3 separate regions of the Sus scrofa genome follow, and all the other regions are linked to region 3. The links are chromatin contacts, called in public Hi-C and HiChIP or PLAC-seq maps. All regions are on one chromosome and are shown on one strand. Each heading gives the region's core, a stretch centred on a gene start, on an enhancer-like site or on the middle of the called end of the contact. The rest is flanking DNA. Distances are from core to core; before and after follow the strand shown. Region 1 overlaps ENPP3 (ectonucleotide pyrophosphatase/phosphodiesterase family member 3). Region 2 overlaps ENPP1 (ectonucleotide pyrophosphatase/phosphodiesterase family member 1). Region 3 holds the start of ENPP1 (ectonucleotide pyrophosphatase/phosphodiesterase family member 1).

The links. A called contact is a pair of places that touch in the nucleus more often than the background predicts. HiChIP or PLAC-seq counts read pairs in DNA pulled down with a chosen protein or histone mark.
Region 1: an H3K27ac HiChIP or PLAC-seq map of alveolar macrophages shows a contact between it and region 3. The contact joins the enhancer-like site here to the promoter of ENPP1 in region 3. A contact is called at or near these places in 1 of 5 promoter capture datasets (liver), 8 of 47 Hi-C or Micro-C datasets (embryonic fibroblasts, epiblast stem cells, liver and 3 more) and 1 of 2 datasets of contacts at active chromatin or transcription factors (alveolar macrophages).
Region 2: a contact with region 3 is called in a Hi-C map of liver, with 2.1 times the contacts expected there. The contact joins the enhancer-like site here to the promoter of ENPP1 in region 3. A contact is called at or near these places in 1 of 5 promoter capture datasets (liver) and 9 of 47 Hi-C or Micro-C datasets (embryonic fibroblasts, fetal heart ventricle, fetal liver and 3 more).

Annotation. Positions count from the first base shown.
Region 1 is chr1:31,892,988-31,897,876 of Sscrofa11.1, reverse strand. It overlaps ENPP3 (ectonucleotide pyrophosphatase/phosphodiesterase family member 3), which reads left to right. Exons shown (of 24, transcript XM_021087960.1): 12 at 1,092-1,220; 13 at 1,601-1,632; 14 at 4,532-4,659. Among named protein-coding and RNA genes, the nearest start is that of ENPP3, 37 kb to the left of the region's middle. Within about 2 kb of position 3,381, at least 3 of the 83 cell types and tissues checked have an H3K27ac peak or open chromatin away from gene starts, as enhancers often do. A contact at or near this core is called in alveolar macrophages and liver, where this site is marked.
Region 2 is chr1:31,720,875-31,725,441 of Sscrofa11.1, reverse strand. It overlaps ENPP1 (ectonucleotide pyrophosphatase/phosphodiesterase family member 1), which reads left to right. Exons shown (of 25, transcript XM_021087933.1): 25 at 1-1,152. Among named protein-coding and RNA genes, the nearest start is that of CTGF, 49 kb to the right of the region's middle. Within about 2 kb of position 2,516, at least 14 of the 83 cell types and tissues checked have an H3K27ac peak or open chromatin away from gene starts, as enhancers often do. A contact at or near this core is called in fetal liver and liver, where this site is marked.
Region 3 is chr1:31,793,487-31,797,940 of Sscrofa11.1, reverse strand. It overlaps ENPP1 (ectonucleotide pyrophosphatase/phosphodiesterase family member 1), which reads left to right and starts at 1,347. Exons shown (of 25, transcript XM_021087933.1): 1 at 1,347-1,601. The coding sequence starts at 1,362.

The DNA of each region.
Region 1 (4,889 bases), core at 2,132-4,631, 98 kb before region 3:
CTAAGTCAATGCTGGGTACTTTCCTCAATATGGTGTGTTAGGAAGTGCATAAAACAGAAATAGACCTTTTCTAGACGGAGTAGTCGAGGTGGAGCAAGAAGAGGAAAAGGAGCACGACTGCAGAACTTTTCTTTACATCTTAGAATGTCAAGATAATGGGAAACAGTAATTTATTTTATAAGTTTCTAAAATGTTGCTCTAATACTTTGGCCTATTGTTTAAAATTAAAGGAAATATTTTAATTTTCTTTTGTGAAAATAAATGATAAAATATACAAATAATAAAATTAATAAAAATATAAATTTGGATGGAGTCTGAAGAATCTTCAAATTAAAAAATTTAACTACCAAAACTTTTTTAGAACATATACTATGTATGTAAATTTACATAATACATATGTGAAAAGTAAATATTCTCTAAATATATTGTTTTATAAAAATGCATGTTACAGTTTTATTTAAAAATTTTAAAATATAGCATGTTGCCTTATTTATAAAGATTTATTTAGCGGAGTTCTCGTTGTGGCACAGTGGTTAACGAATCCGACTAGGAACCATGAGATTGTGGGTTCGATCCCTGGCCTTGCTCAGTGGGTTAAGGATCTGGCATTGCCATGAGCTGTGGTATAAGTTGCAGACGCGGTTCGGATCCTGCGTTGCTGTGGCCTTGGCATAGGCCAGCAGCTATGGCTCCGATTTGACCCCTAGCCTGGGAACCTCCATATGTCATGGGAGCGGCCCTAGAAAAAGGCAAAAAGACAAAAAAAAAAAAAGAAAGAAAGAAAAAAAAAAAGATTTATTTAGCTTCTGACAGAACTTTCTTCTTTGAAATTACTTTAATCGATCAACATTGACTAGATGATTTGTTTATAATTCCTGTCTATTCTTCTCTTATAAGCATGATCCTTCTCTTCCACTGCCAGGGTTTTTAAGGCCTGCCACTTGGAGTAAAGTAATTGGGTAACTCCTAGAGGTTCTCAGGGAAACTTGGTTTGAGATCCATAATGTAATATGACTCCTATTTGACCCGATCAAAAGACAACCAATTGTTACTATCTTATACATTCAGTGGATAATTTTTTTTTAATTCAGGAATGGATCAGACTTATTGTGAAAAACAGGAATATATGACTGATTATTTTTCCCAAATAAACTTCTACATGTATGAAGGACCTGCCCCCCGCATCAGGGCTCGCAATATACCTCAGGACTTTTTTACCTGTAAGTATGAAGATGGAAATGGAAAAATAAAGGTAAAACTAAAAGTGAATAACCATAGCCCTCTGATTCTGAGGATGAAGGGATTACCAGCCCCACTATTCTGACTTCTTGGAAAGACCATACAGAAGCAAACGAGAAACTCCCCTATTTAAGTACAGTCTATTGATAGAGTCTGTGGTAGTATCTAATACTGTTGGGTTAAAATATATTCCACTTCATTCTTAAGTGCTAAAATAAGTCTTTCTTAAAAAAAATTTATTTCATTTTACCAGATCATAATCATTAATAAATGTCTCTTTCATTTTCATGTGAACTTTTGCATTTTTTTGCATTTATCAAGTATCAATTGTAATGTGACATTTATTTTTCTTTCGAAACAGTTGATTCTGAAGAAATTGTTAGGAACCTCAGTGTAAGTACAGTCTCTTAACATACATGTTTAAGTTAATGTAATGTCCTTAATCTGGGTTTCAAGAAATTTGTGTTCTCTAACTTCCATCTAAGCCATTTGCAATTTATTTCTTAAATTCGCCATTGACAGTTTATATTCCTGTTAGTTGCTTTCATTTTAGTTGTTCTTATTTTGGAGTTGACACCATGATAGGAAATTCATTTGAAAAACAGGGATGCTGACTCCTAAATTGAATGGGCTAATCTTTCATTTAAAGGAGCTGGGCTAGTGAGCTTCAGATGTCATTGGTTTTCACACTTTTTGTTATTTAATATCAGAAAATAGTGAAGCACAGATATTATAGATCGTTTGTACCAGTCAGAAAAATAAATTCCTTACCCTAAATGTAATTGTAACTGCTTTTGATTGGCTCTTGCATCTCAGGTTGTAAGTGAACAAGCAGATCAAAAAACCAGATAGCTGGTGTTCCCCTTGTGGCCCAGCAGAAACGAATCCGACTAGGAACCATGAGGTTGCAGGTTCAATCCCTGGCCTCACTCAGTGGGTTATGGATCCGGCATTGCCGTGAGCTGTGGTGTAGGTGATAGATGTGGCTTGGATCTGGCATTGCTGTGGCTGTGGTATAGGCTGGCAGCTGTAGCTCTGATTGGACCCCTAGCCTGGGAACCTCCATATGCCGCTGGTACGGCCCTAAAAAGACAAAAAAAGAAATAGCTTAGAGAAATCAGGATTTTTTCAAGGTGGGGTTCACTACTCCTGGAAAGACCTGAAATAGCCTCGTGTGGTGGTTTTAATAGTTCTATGCTTAAAGTATATTTGCAAGTGTAAAACGATTATATGGATTCATGAGTTTGCCAATGCTTGGGATGGGGCTGGATTTATTTCTGTCTAAGTGATATGCAATTATAGTAAAAACTCAGAATGAAATGTGAGTGATTGAAGATTAGGAAACATTGGGGAAAGAATGGTTGCTGTAACTTGGGACCCCCTGCAAATTTGAAGTAGGAAGCACTGTTGGGGCAGAAATTCTTTAGTATTAATCCTTCCTTTTTTTCTCTTACATCTGATATTCTGGTCTTGATTAAGCATGGTGGGCATTCTTACCTCCTGCTGGTGTGGGGTGTACATGCAGTGTGTTCTTGCAGCTGGAGCAGTAGTGGAAAATTATCAGCAAATGGACTCAGAATCCACACATTGTTTTCCCTTTTTTCCATCACCTATCGATCCTCATAGCTGAAGTCCTGTTAGTGAGATGAGAAAGGGCAAACGTCTAATAATCCCAGTGGTGCAAAAGGGATTGGACATGCAGGCTTTGGAAATGGTCATGACATGACCTCACAGACATGCACCAGGCCTGGAGCTGTAGAGTCTCAAAGAAATGGACTGTCATTTTACGAAGTAGTCCATTCTTCCCAGGAAAATGGTGTGGTTGTGCAGTATTTCCAGGAATGCTGTTCTGTGGGCCTATATTGAGCTGATATTGGACAATCATAAGCAAACATGAACTGGCAAGCTTCATGACAGGTAACAGCTTCAGCTTTGTTCTTAGATCAAATGACCAAAGTTTCATCTTAACTCTAGGGTCTTCGTCTCAAATTCTCAAATGCAAAGAATAACCTTATTATTCTTCAGAGCTTAGCAGTGCATCCTCAGTTTTCTCTGGATTTTATCTGGCTGTACACCCAGCTGGCAAAGGGTGATTCATCCATTGATCGGTGGTCCTTCAGGGCACATTCTGATCCCTTGAACCTTTGAGGAAGTTGCTTTTGCAACAGATGCCATCATGTGCTTGCCTGGAAGTTACAAAATAGCAGCTTAAGAAAGAAGTAATGATAAATGATAAAGCATTCTCTTCCAGAATCCTGGAAGAGATAGAAAAGTAGGCAAGAAAAAATAGGGGAGATATTTGTGCAATAAATTCTTTTCTCTTCCCTTTTTTATTCTATAACTCTTCACTCTCCTACTCTGTATTTCTTTTTAAATTGTTTTTTGTCTATTTCATAGTGACTCTTCTTTTTCTTATGTAGAAAGAATTTTCAGAAGTAGAAGGACTGTACTAGATTTCAAAAACTATTGACCTGATTTGAAAAATAAGCAAATGCAGGGTAATTGAGTTAAATGTGAAGGAATGTTTTGGAGCAATTAAACTAGTTTTAAAAAATTTACCCATATCTATGAATGTTTTACATAGTTTTAAGGTATAATTTAGACTCCAAAGTTGTAATTGCCACTCTAAATCTAGACTTCTATCCATTCTCTGTCAAAAAAGGAGGGGTATTTATGGTCATTTAAGATATATACACAGGAAGAAAAACTTTCAAACATCAAACATATAGTTTACATCATATTTTAAATTGCAACTTAAATATGTTGCAACAGTTAAAAACAATATACTTAGGGAATGTGACTACACTGAAAACAGGTTTAATATTCCTATTTTATTTGCCAGGCTTAAATCCTCTTACTTTAAAAAAATTTTTATTGAAGTGTAGTTGATTTAACAATGTTGTGTTAATTTCTTCTGCATAGCAAATTGATTCAGTTATACATACAGATATATGTACATACAGGTATATATATATACATTCTTTTTAATATTCTTTTCCATTATGGCTTATCACAGAATATTGGTATATTTCCCTGTGCTATACAGTAAGATCTTGTTGTTTACCCATCCTGTATATAATAAAACTATTATTATATACTAATATCTGCTCATCCCAAACTCCCAATCCTTCCCTCTCCACCTGCTCTCCCCTAAGCAACCACAAGTCTGTTTTTGCTCTGTGAATCAACTCTCTTACTTTTAAAAAGTGTTTAATAAATTGACTTAGGAGATGAAGTTATGAATTATTTTGCATCTTTTAAAGGTGTCATGAGGAAATACTTTCTTTTTCAGTGCCGAAAACCTGATCAGCATTTCAAACCCTATCTGACCCCTGATTTGCCAAAACGACTACACTATGCCAAAAATGTCAGAATTGATAAAGCTCATCTTTTGGTGGATCGACAGTGGCAGGCTGTGAGGTTTGTGTCCCTATTAATTTATCTCATAATATTTAAAAAAATTTTATAGGTATATTTGATTTACAATATGTTAACTTCTGCTGTACAGCAGAGTGATTCAGTTATGCATATATATATTATTTTTCATACTCTTTTCCATTACAGTTTATCACCGAATATTCAATAGAGTTCCCTGTGCTATACAGTAGGACCTTGTTGTCTTGCTGTATGTACTAGGGTCTCGTGGTACT
Region 2 (4,567 bases), core at 1,267-3,766, 74 kb after region 3:
CCAAAGATCTATTTTTGTCCTTCAATAACATAGGTACCACAAAGACTTTTAGATAATACAATTTGCATCTGAAAAGTTTTTAATGATTTAGAAAATTTTAAAGTATTTTTTTCCCCTCTGTTGTTCAGATTGGTTAATTTCTGTTGTTCTCTCTTCAAGTTCATGGATTCTTTCCTCTGCCTAATCCATTCTGATGTTGAGGCTATCCATTGATTTTTATATTTCAGTTATTATATTTTTTATTTCTAAAAATTCCATTTGGTTCTTTTTTATAACTTTGATTTCTTTGCTGAGAATTTTTATCTCTTGCTGCGAATTTCTATGTTTCAAACATACTCATAAATGCTTCAATGTTTCAAACATACTCATAAATGCTTATTGAAGCATTTTTATGATGATTGTCATAAAATCTTTGTCAGATAATTCTGACATGTGTCTTTGCATTGACACCTATTGTCTTTTTTCATTTAAGAAGATTTTTCTGGATCTTCATGTAATGAATGATTTTCCACTGAAATCTGGATATTTTAGGGATTATGTATGAGACTGTAGATCTTATTTAAACCTTCCGTTTTAGATGACTTTCTCTTGTCATCACCCTGGCAGAGGAATCGGGGGCACTGTCTCATTATTGCCAGCTGTGAAAGCGTCCAGTTTCCTTACTCAGCCTCCATTGGCACTTGGGGTGAGATGAGACCCTTTTTACTGGGCAGAGGGAATTTAGTTTCCTACTGGAAGGCATCCCAGACGCCTTCCTGTCTGGGATGTGCAGGGCACCTTGTTACTGATGCTGTGGACAGGAGTGGCAGGGAAGGCTTTATTATCAACAGGTGAGGATAAAATGATCAGCTTTCTACTCAGCCTTCTCTGACGTCATCCTGGCATAGGACTTGGGGCACCTCTTCACAGCCTGGCAAGCCTCTGTCTTTGCTGCATGGTTGGAGTCATGGTCTTTTCTGTGGTGTTTGGCTGGAGTGGAATGGTTATTTTTTTCTCTCTTGCTAAGCTACTCCTTTTCTGGCCTTTTGGCTGGAGAGATAGCAGGCCTTTCTTGGGGCCTCTTTTCATTTATACTCATTGGCATTTCCAGGTTGCTGACTTCCTCTGTTAGCAAGTCTGAGATCTATGAACTAAAAAAAAAAAAAAAAAAAATCCAGGGGAACTCATTAGTTGTTGAACAAATCAATGTTGTTCCTTGGGTCTTGAGGTCCCTAGCCTGTCTGCATTTTCTCCACCTCTCATAGTCTGTCTATATTTGTCTTATGTATAATAACTATGCTTTTTATCTGCACTTAGCAGAAGGATATCTACTTCTTTGTAGAAGTGTCTCATTGATTTTTATATATTCTTCAGAACACATGCAGACACAGTTGCCTCTATGTAGAGCATCTTAGCAGATCTTAAATGGATAGATGCCTTTCCCCTTTTCTAGACACCAGGAGTGCATGAAAACCAAGTTACCATCCTTATAGTCTTAGAGAAAGAGGGGAGGCAGCAGATGTGTAAATGATCCCTAAAAGATGGTAAATGTTATAATGGAGCCATGGGCCAGGTGCCAGGGATCATAAAGGAGGCACTGGGTGCTGCTTGGCAGTAGCAGCAGTGGCTTCTCAGAAGTGGTGACAACTGGACTAGGACTTGAAGGATGCATTGGAGCTCTTCAGGTGAATAGGTGAGGAAAGGGCATTCTAGCCTCCACTGGAGAGATACATTTTGGGCATTTTTCCATTTGTGGTTACTTCTGATATTTTCTGCAAGTGTCACTGGGACCAGCTTGCAATATGCAGTGGTTTCATTTTTGTTAATCCCCTGTTCTTAAAAGAAATGTCAGACTATAAATTCTGTGATGATTTTTTAAAGGAAAAGACATCCACATCTGTTCCTACTTAGCTTTCGTACAGTTGTTTTTATACAGTATTTTTTTTTTCTTCTCATCTTGAAAGAGACCCTTTCTTTCCCTCTTTCATCAACTTAAAACATGTGACTAGTCTCTGCTTTCCCAATTTGAATGGTAAATCCATATGATCAAATACAGAAATGTCTTTATCCTACTTTTTCAACAAAGGCTATTCTTTCCTTTTCAAATGAACAGCAAAGCCTTTATTTATTTATCCCTAATTTTGCTGCTGCCATGCCTCCAATCAGAACTTCTTAAATGAGGTAAGTAACTCCTATACAGCATTTTCTAGCCAGGTAGTTTATTCATGGCAAAGCAAAAAAATCAGGTGGAAACTTAAATATTTCCAAGAATCAGAGAAAAGAGGGCAAACCTTAGGGAGAAGAAGGCAAGTATTCAGGTTCCAGCATGGTAAGTAGATATGAAGAGGACAGGTAGGCCAGTTGGCCCGGTTGGTCCTGTTTTGGGAGATAAGACAGACCGGAATGGAGCTGAACTCCTAAATCCTCCAGGAAAGGCTGTAACCCTTGACTCTTTTCTGCCATTAGCCGCAGTAACTGTCCTGCCTGGATCTCTGGGTACGTGTTTATCTACAATTGAAACTGTTGTTTGAACTTTGAAACTGAATGTGATGACAGTTGACGCTGAAGCCTATCACAGGAATTTGGTGTGCGGGTGCTTTCCTAAGTACCAAGTCAAACTTTATCATGGCCTTTCCCCTGGTTTTTGGCCAGTCTAAATATTTGTAAGGTAGGAAAAAAACCTTCTGTAGACTAAGTGTCTCTAAGCTAAGAAATGTGGATTGACAAATAAAAGTTGTATATATAGAAGCTTGCCTGCTTTCCTCTGTGCGTGTGTGTGTGTGTGTGTGTGTGTGTGTGTGTGTGTGTAGGGTGAGGGAGGGGGAAGGGGGGTGTTTCTCTAGGGATTGATACTGAGGGCAGAGGTGGTAGACAATTAACCACAGCTGTGTTGTCAGAAGAAAAACGATCCAAAGTTCACTTCAGGTTCACAGAGTAAATATCCATTTCTGATCTGTGGCTTATATCCTTGTTTTTGATATTTCAATTACATTTAGTGTACTTCGAAGTAAAAACAAGTAACAGGCATATATGTATATCCTTCTAGTATTTAAAATGGTCTGACTGGGTCACTTTGCTGTGCAGCGGAAATTGACAGAACAATGTAAAGCAACTATCATAAAAAAAATAATTTTAAATAATAAAATGGTCTGAAACCAGGAGGAAAGTCTTCAACTTATAACTTCCATAGATTTTTTTCAACATGAAATTTTTTTTTTTTTTTTGTCTTTTGTCTTTTTGTTGTTGTTGTTGTTGTTATTGTTGCTATTTCTTGGGCCGCTCCCACGGCATATGGAGGTTCCCAGGCTAGGGGTTGAATCGGAGCTGTAGCCACCGGCCTACGCCAGAGCCACAGCAACGCGGGATCCGAGCCGCGTCTGTAACTTACACCACAGCTCACGGCAACGCCGGACCGTTAACCCACTGAGCAAGGGCAGGGACCGAACCCGAAACCTCATGGTTCCTAGTCGGATTCGTTAACCACTGCGCCATGACGGGAACTCCTCAACATGAAATTTTTGCAGTTATCCTCTCCATGACATATTAATAGTGACTGAAGAAAAAAAAAAGATATTTCCTAGAAATCATATCCATGCTAGAAACCACAGATGCATAAAATAGGTTTTAGTCTACTAGAAATGAAAGAATCTCTAGAATTGGGATTATACCCACCGGATAGCAAAAGGAAGCAATATTTTTAAAAGTCACTTTCATTCCACCCCAATGTGATCGTTTTAAATTTACCTTCAGGGAGTTCCCGTCGTGGCGCAATGGTTAACGAATCCGACTAGGAACCATGAGGTTGCGGGTTCGGTCCCTGCCCTTGCTCAGTGGGTTGACGATCCGGCGTTGCCGTGAGCTGTGGTGTAGGTTGCAGACGCGGCTCGGATCCCGCGTTGCTGTGGCTCTGGCGTAGGCTGGCGGCTACAGCTCCGATTCGACCCCTAGCCTGGGAACCTGCATATGCCGAGGGAGCGGCCCAAAGAAATAGCAAAAAGACAAAAAAAAAAAAAAAAAGGATAAATTTACCTTCATATTTGCTCCCAAACCCTCAATTCAGGGAACAATTTGAGGATTTTAATAAAAATATCCAGAAGTGCTTTAAATTTTTTTTTAATTTTCTAAAATTAAAGAAATAATTTGGGCATTCCTGTCGTGGCACAGCAGAAACAGATCCAACTAGAAACCATGAGGTTGTGAGTTTGATTTCTGGCCTCACTCAGTGGGTTAAGGATCTCGTGTAGCTGTGAGCTGTGGTGTAGGTTGCAGAAGCAGGTCAGATCCTCTGTTGCTGTGGCTGTGGTGTAGGCCAGTGGCTGCAGCTCCAATTCGACCCCTAGCCTGGGAACCTCCATATGCCGTGGGTGCAGCCCTAAAAAGCAAAAAATAGCAACAAAATTTTACTAAGCATATAGTTGATATACATTGTGTAAGTTTCAGGTGTACAACACAGTGATTCAATTACGCACTTATATGTAACTTTTCCAGATTCTTTACCCTTATAGGTTATTACAAAATATCGAGTATAGTTCCCTGTGCTATACAATAGATGATCCTTATTGGTTATCTAGTTTATATAGTAGTGTGT
Region 3 (4,454 bases), core at 98-2,597:
TGATCTGGGTTTTAATTTCTTTTTTAACTGCCCTCACCTCCTTTGATCAGACTGAGAGCCACTTGGGAGAGACATACTTTTATTTACCTTTCATGTGGTATGCATGTTTGGTGGCCAGGAGATTGAAGTGAAGGATTCATTGTTGAATGAATGAATCAATCAATCAATATAATTGGAAAGTGTCCTGAGTTAACTACTTTAAGGAGGACAACACACACTTTACATCTGTTAAAACATCCATTCTCATTTTAAACATCTTTTTGTATGTTCGTGTAATCAAAAAGAACATGAAATGATATTGGATTGTGGAACCTTCCTTGGTCACTAAAGTCAGTTCCGGACAGCGCAAAGCAGGTTGAAAGTCACTGTTCCCTCACTGACAGGGGAGCCTCACTACACTACCAGGCTTGTGGCTTTTCTAACTGATGAGCAAGGAAAGGGAAAGGTTGCAGAATCAAAACCTACCAAGAATTAGAGCCTATTGTTCGTGCCCTAGTTCAAAATCAAAGTGTCAAAGTAGTCCAGAGTGTGTTAAAATTTTCGATGTTGCCAAGTAATCAGCAGCAACCTCAGGATAGCGCAGCGCCAACACTTTGAAGCTTTTAATCGCGAAAGTCTAGAAGAACTAATAAATATGTTAAAGCAAGGGCAGTTCCCCAAACACAGAAACCACAGAAAACGAAATATCTCTTAAAAGTGTGTATTTGAAAAATCAGATGTTTTAAGGACACACAGTCTACTCTCAGAGTCGCATAGGTAGTGGGCAGCAAGGCTTTGAGGGAATACTTCTTTATTTCTACGTAGGAAAAAAAGAAGTTGACTGCCTCCCACGCTTGACCCTACAGCCTCTCTGCTAGCCCATCCAGCAACACCCAGGTCTGTCCCGACTCCACTCTCCCGCGTTTGAGAAGCCGCACCGCCGGGGCAGCTGCATCCTCCTTTTCCTCCCGCTCTATTTTGGGGCCCCCGTGATCTCATGCCCTCTGCAGACCACACTCTGCAATTCCAGTCCAGCCCGCGCCGCGAGGCCACGCAGGGCGATTCCTGCAAGTGTTCGGATGCTGCCCGGGGCATCGGGAGGGGAAGGCTTGGGGTGGGGGGTGGGGGGCGGTAAAGACGCGCCCACGTAAAGGACCCAAAATAACCGACACGCAGAGTGCCCGAAATCAGACAGGAAGCCAAATAATCCGGGGCGTTGAGTTGCTTTCCCCTCACTCGTAGTGCTGGGCGGCGGGCGCCGAGCCAAAGGTCTGGCGGCGAGGGGCGGGCGCGGCGGCGGCGGCGGGCGGGGTGGGGCGGGGCGGGCTCGGAGTCTATTAAAGGCGCAGCGGGGCTGTGGGACCCGAGCGCCCGGGGCCACGATGGAGCGCGACGGCTGTGCCGGGGGCGGGAGCCGCGGCGGCGAGGGCGGGCGCGGCTCCCGGGAGGGCCCTGCGGGGAATGGCCGCGACTCGGGCCGCGGCCACGGCGCCGAGGCGCCCGGGGAGCCGCAGGCGGCCGCGTCCTTGCTGGCCCCCATGGACCTGGGGGAGGAGCAGCTGGAGAAGGCGGCGCGCGCCCGCACGGCCAAGGACCCCAACACCTATAAAGTGCTCTCGCTGGTAGGTCCGGGCCGCCCGGCGCGCGGCAGGACGGGGAGGGCGGCTCCCGGCTCCGGTGCTCCGAGCGCGTGGTCAGCACCCGGGGCTCGGAGAGAGCCAGCTGCCGTGCCGCTCTGCGCTTTCTCGCCGTCCTCGGGGGGCTTTTTTCCGTGCTCAGTACCATCGAGCCTTCTCTTACCCCTGGGGGAAGAGTTCGCGCTCACTTGTATACTGATGCTCAGAAGGACCTGTTTGTGAAACCAGACTGTTCACATTTGTGATCTTTAGCAATTCCACCTCTCATCCCCAGAGAGCACAGGGTTTTTCGTAGGGAAAAAAATGGCCAGCCCCAAAGTTGTTGGTCTTAGGAAAAGCCGACAAGGTGTTTTTTTTGGTTTTTGTTTTCTTTTTAGTTTAAAATTTGAATTTCATTTTTTTACCTCTTTGGGTGACTCCGCGTGCAGTAGTAATGATTTTCCTGGCATTAACTGATTCCACTTGAAAAGATTTCACAGAGCTCTTTAAGGTATATCAGGAACTTTAGAAAATACTTTTTCTCTTGGCTCTGTTTAGGAATTTCCTGGCAGCTGCTCAGAAAGTCCATCAGTATTCATGTTATGTGAAGAAACGTTTATGATTCTTCGTCCACTCTTGCAATCATGGTGTACACGGGTTTTGTTGTTAACAGAAGTTCCCAGCCTTCCTCTGCTATTGGGATAGTTGCAGAATCCACAGTCAATTTTGTGAAATGCGGGGGTGTTTTTTTTTATTCTGCATCTGGACTGAGAGTCACAGCCTGGGTATTTGCTTTCGTGGCTGTTATTAATTGCTGGGATCCCCTATGACTCTCCCCAAATCTCAGTGCCCTTCTAAAATGAGGACACCACCACCTCCATATGCCTTGAATAGAATTGTTGTGAGGGTCAAGTGGAACAATGTCTCTGAGGAAGTACATTTGAAAACTACAAGGAGATGTAATCATTTGATTGCTATCATATGGAAGTGACATTTCTATATGTAGTGTACCCTAAAATACATTGTCACTTATATTTTATGACTGAACAATGCAGTGGAGAGGATATCTTTTCTGATTTTTGAAATTTTTCCTTTCGTGAGCTTTTCTGTTTTCACTATGTTTTGGGTGTCATGGAGATGATACTAGTGCTTTGAGAACTAACATTCCTAGACTAAAGAGATGGTGTCAAATAATTAGCACTTACAAAATAGCAAGAGTTCAGTGTCCCAAACCACATAATGTTTGTATCTCAAGATATAGCTCTACGTCATGTATCATGTATCATCATGAATCAAGAACACCTGATATTGATGAGCACTTAGTTTTAGTCTTTTGAGTCACCTTTTGTGTTTTTGTCAATGGGAGCCCTTAGCTTTTACAACAGGATCACTTAACATAGGTGGTATCAGTACTTCCAGGTGTTTAGTGTTTGCGGCGTTCCATGGTTGTACATTGGCTCTGTGTGTAAGTTCAATGTGAAATCATTTCTACATTCCTATAGTCTTGAAAGTTTGCTGAACTGCTAATTGCTAAATTCAGTTTTAAAATCTCTCCTACTCATGTATGTTTAGCTCCGCAATAGGGATCAGCAGGGATGTACCTGTGGAACATGCGTTTAAGTCTTTGACATGTGCCATCAGCTGGTCAGGAAGCATTTCATTATGCTCTGGTGATTCAACTCTGGGCATTTGACATGGAAGTGTTTTTAGTACTTACTTCTACAAGTAGGACAATCGTGAATATTTTTTTATACCGTTAGGGGGGCTCTTTTGCTGTGACATGTGTTGAATTGGAAAGAATTCTTCATGTCTTTTAATGAAATACGGTGGGCCATTAATATACACCAAAACTCATGGCTGTATTTCTGAAACCCTTAATTGATGGTTTCAGCTGAAAGTGAAACCTTTTACCCATTCTTCTTTCCCTGCCCTACTTCAATGCTTGTCTTCCCTCTCGGCTTTCCCAAATGATGTGCTCCCAAAAGGAAAAGCCTCCAAAAGGAGCTTTACAGTTGTCATCAAAGAGCTCTGGGGCATGTCTTCTAGAAAGAAGCTGCAATTATGGGATTCCTTTTTCAGGTTGAACATCAGCACGCTTTTCAGAAAGCCGAAGAAATGGATTGACTAATTGCACCAGGGGTTGGGATTATGGGAGCCCAACCACGGAAATGGTCCTTGGCGGCAGTTTTTATCTAGCAGGATAAATACGAGAGTTGCCTTCCAAAGAGATAAGCAGTGGCAACAGGATTGATGCATTTTTCCTGAAACTATTTCAGATAAACACTAGAGGTCTGCCAGAGTGGGTACAGAAGGAATGATCCTGCCCCGCCCCTGCTTCTCCCTATTTGATCCCTAGGAAGACCAGCAGGCTCTGCTCTGGAGGCTTTGGCCTTGGGCTCTGCAAGTACTCATGCCTAGGCCCAGAGCCAGACTGGAAAACTCCAGGAGGGCAAATAAACATATGCTTCAGTGGATGTGTTAAATACTGGAGGCCTTTCCTGGTTCCAAATTAAGTTTGGAGCCAAAATGTCAGCTTCCACTGAGGTTGGTCTTGGCCATTTATTTGACGTAACTTTCAGGTTACCTGGCAGCTGACTTTCACCCATACTGCAATGCATTTCTCAATTCTCCAGTTAGCTCTTCCTCAGCTTCATTTCATGTTTGTAACCTTCTGCTGTCTTATGAATACACGTACCTGTGTGCATTCACGAGGGGCCTTGTGTGGGGGTGGCAGTGAGCGAAGACAACTTTCACCTTTTGCTGAAAGAGTTCTTTGTAAGTGGCAGAAGTCACCCTTGCTGATCAGAAATTTGGATGTGAAAGTTATTCGTTCTGTTAGCTACTCTTTCCTTCCTCTTG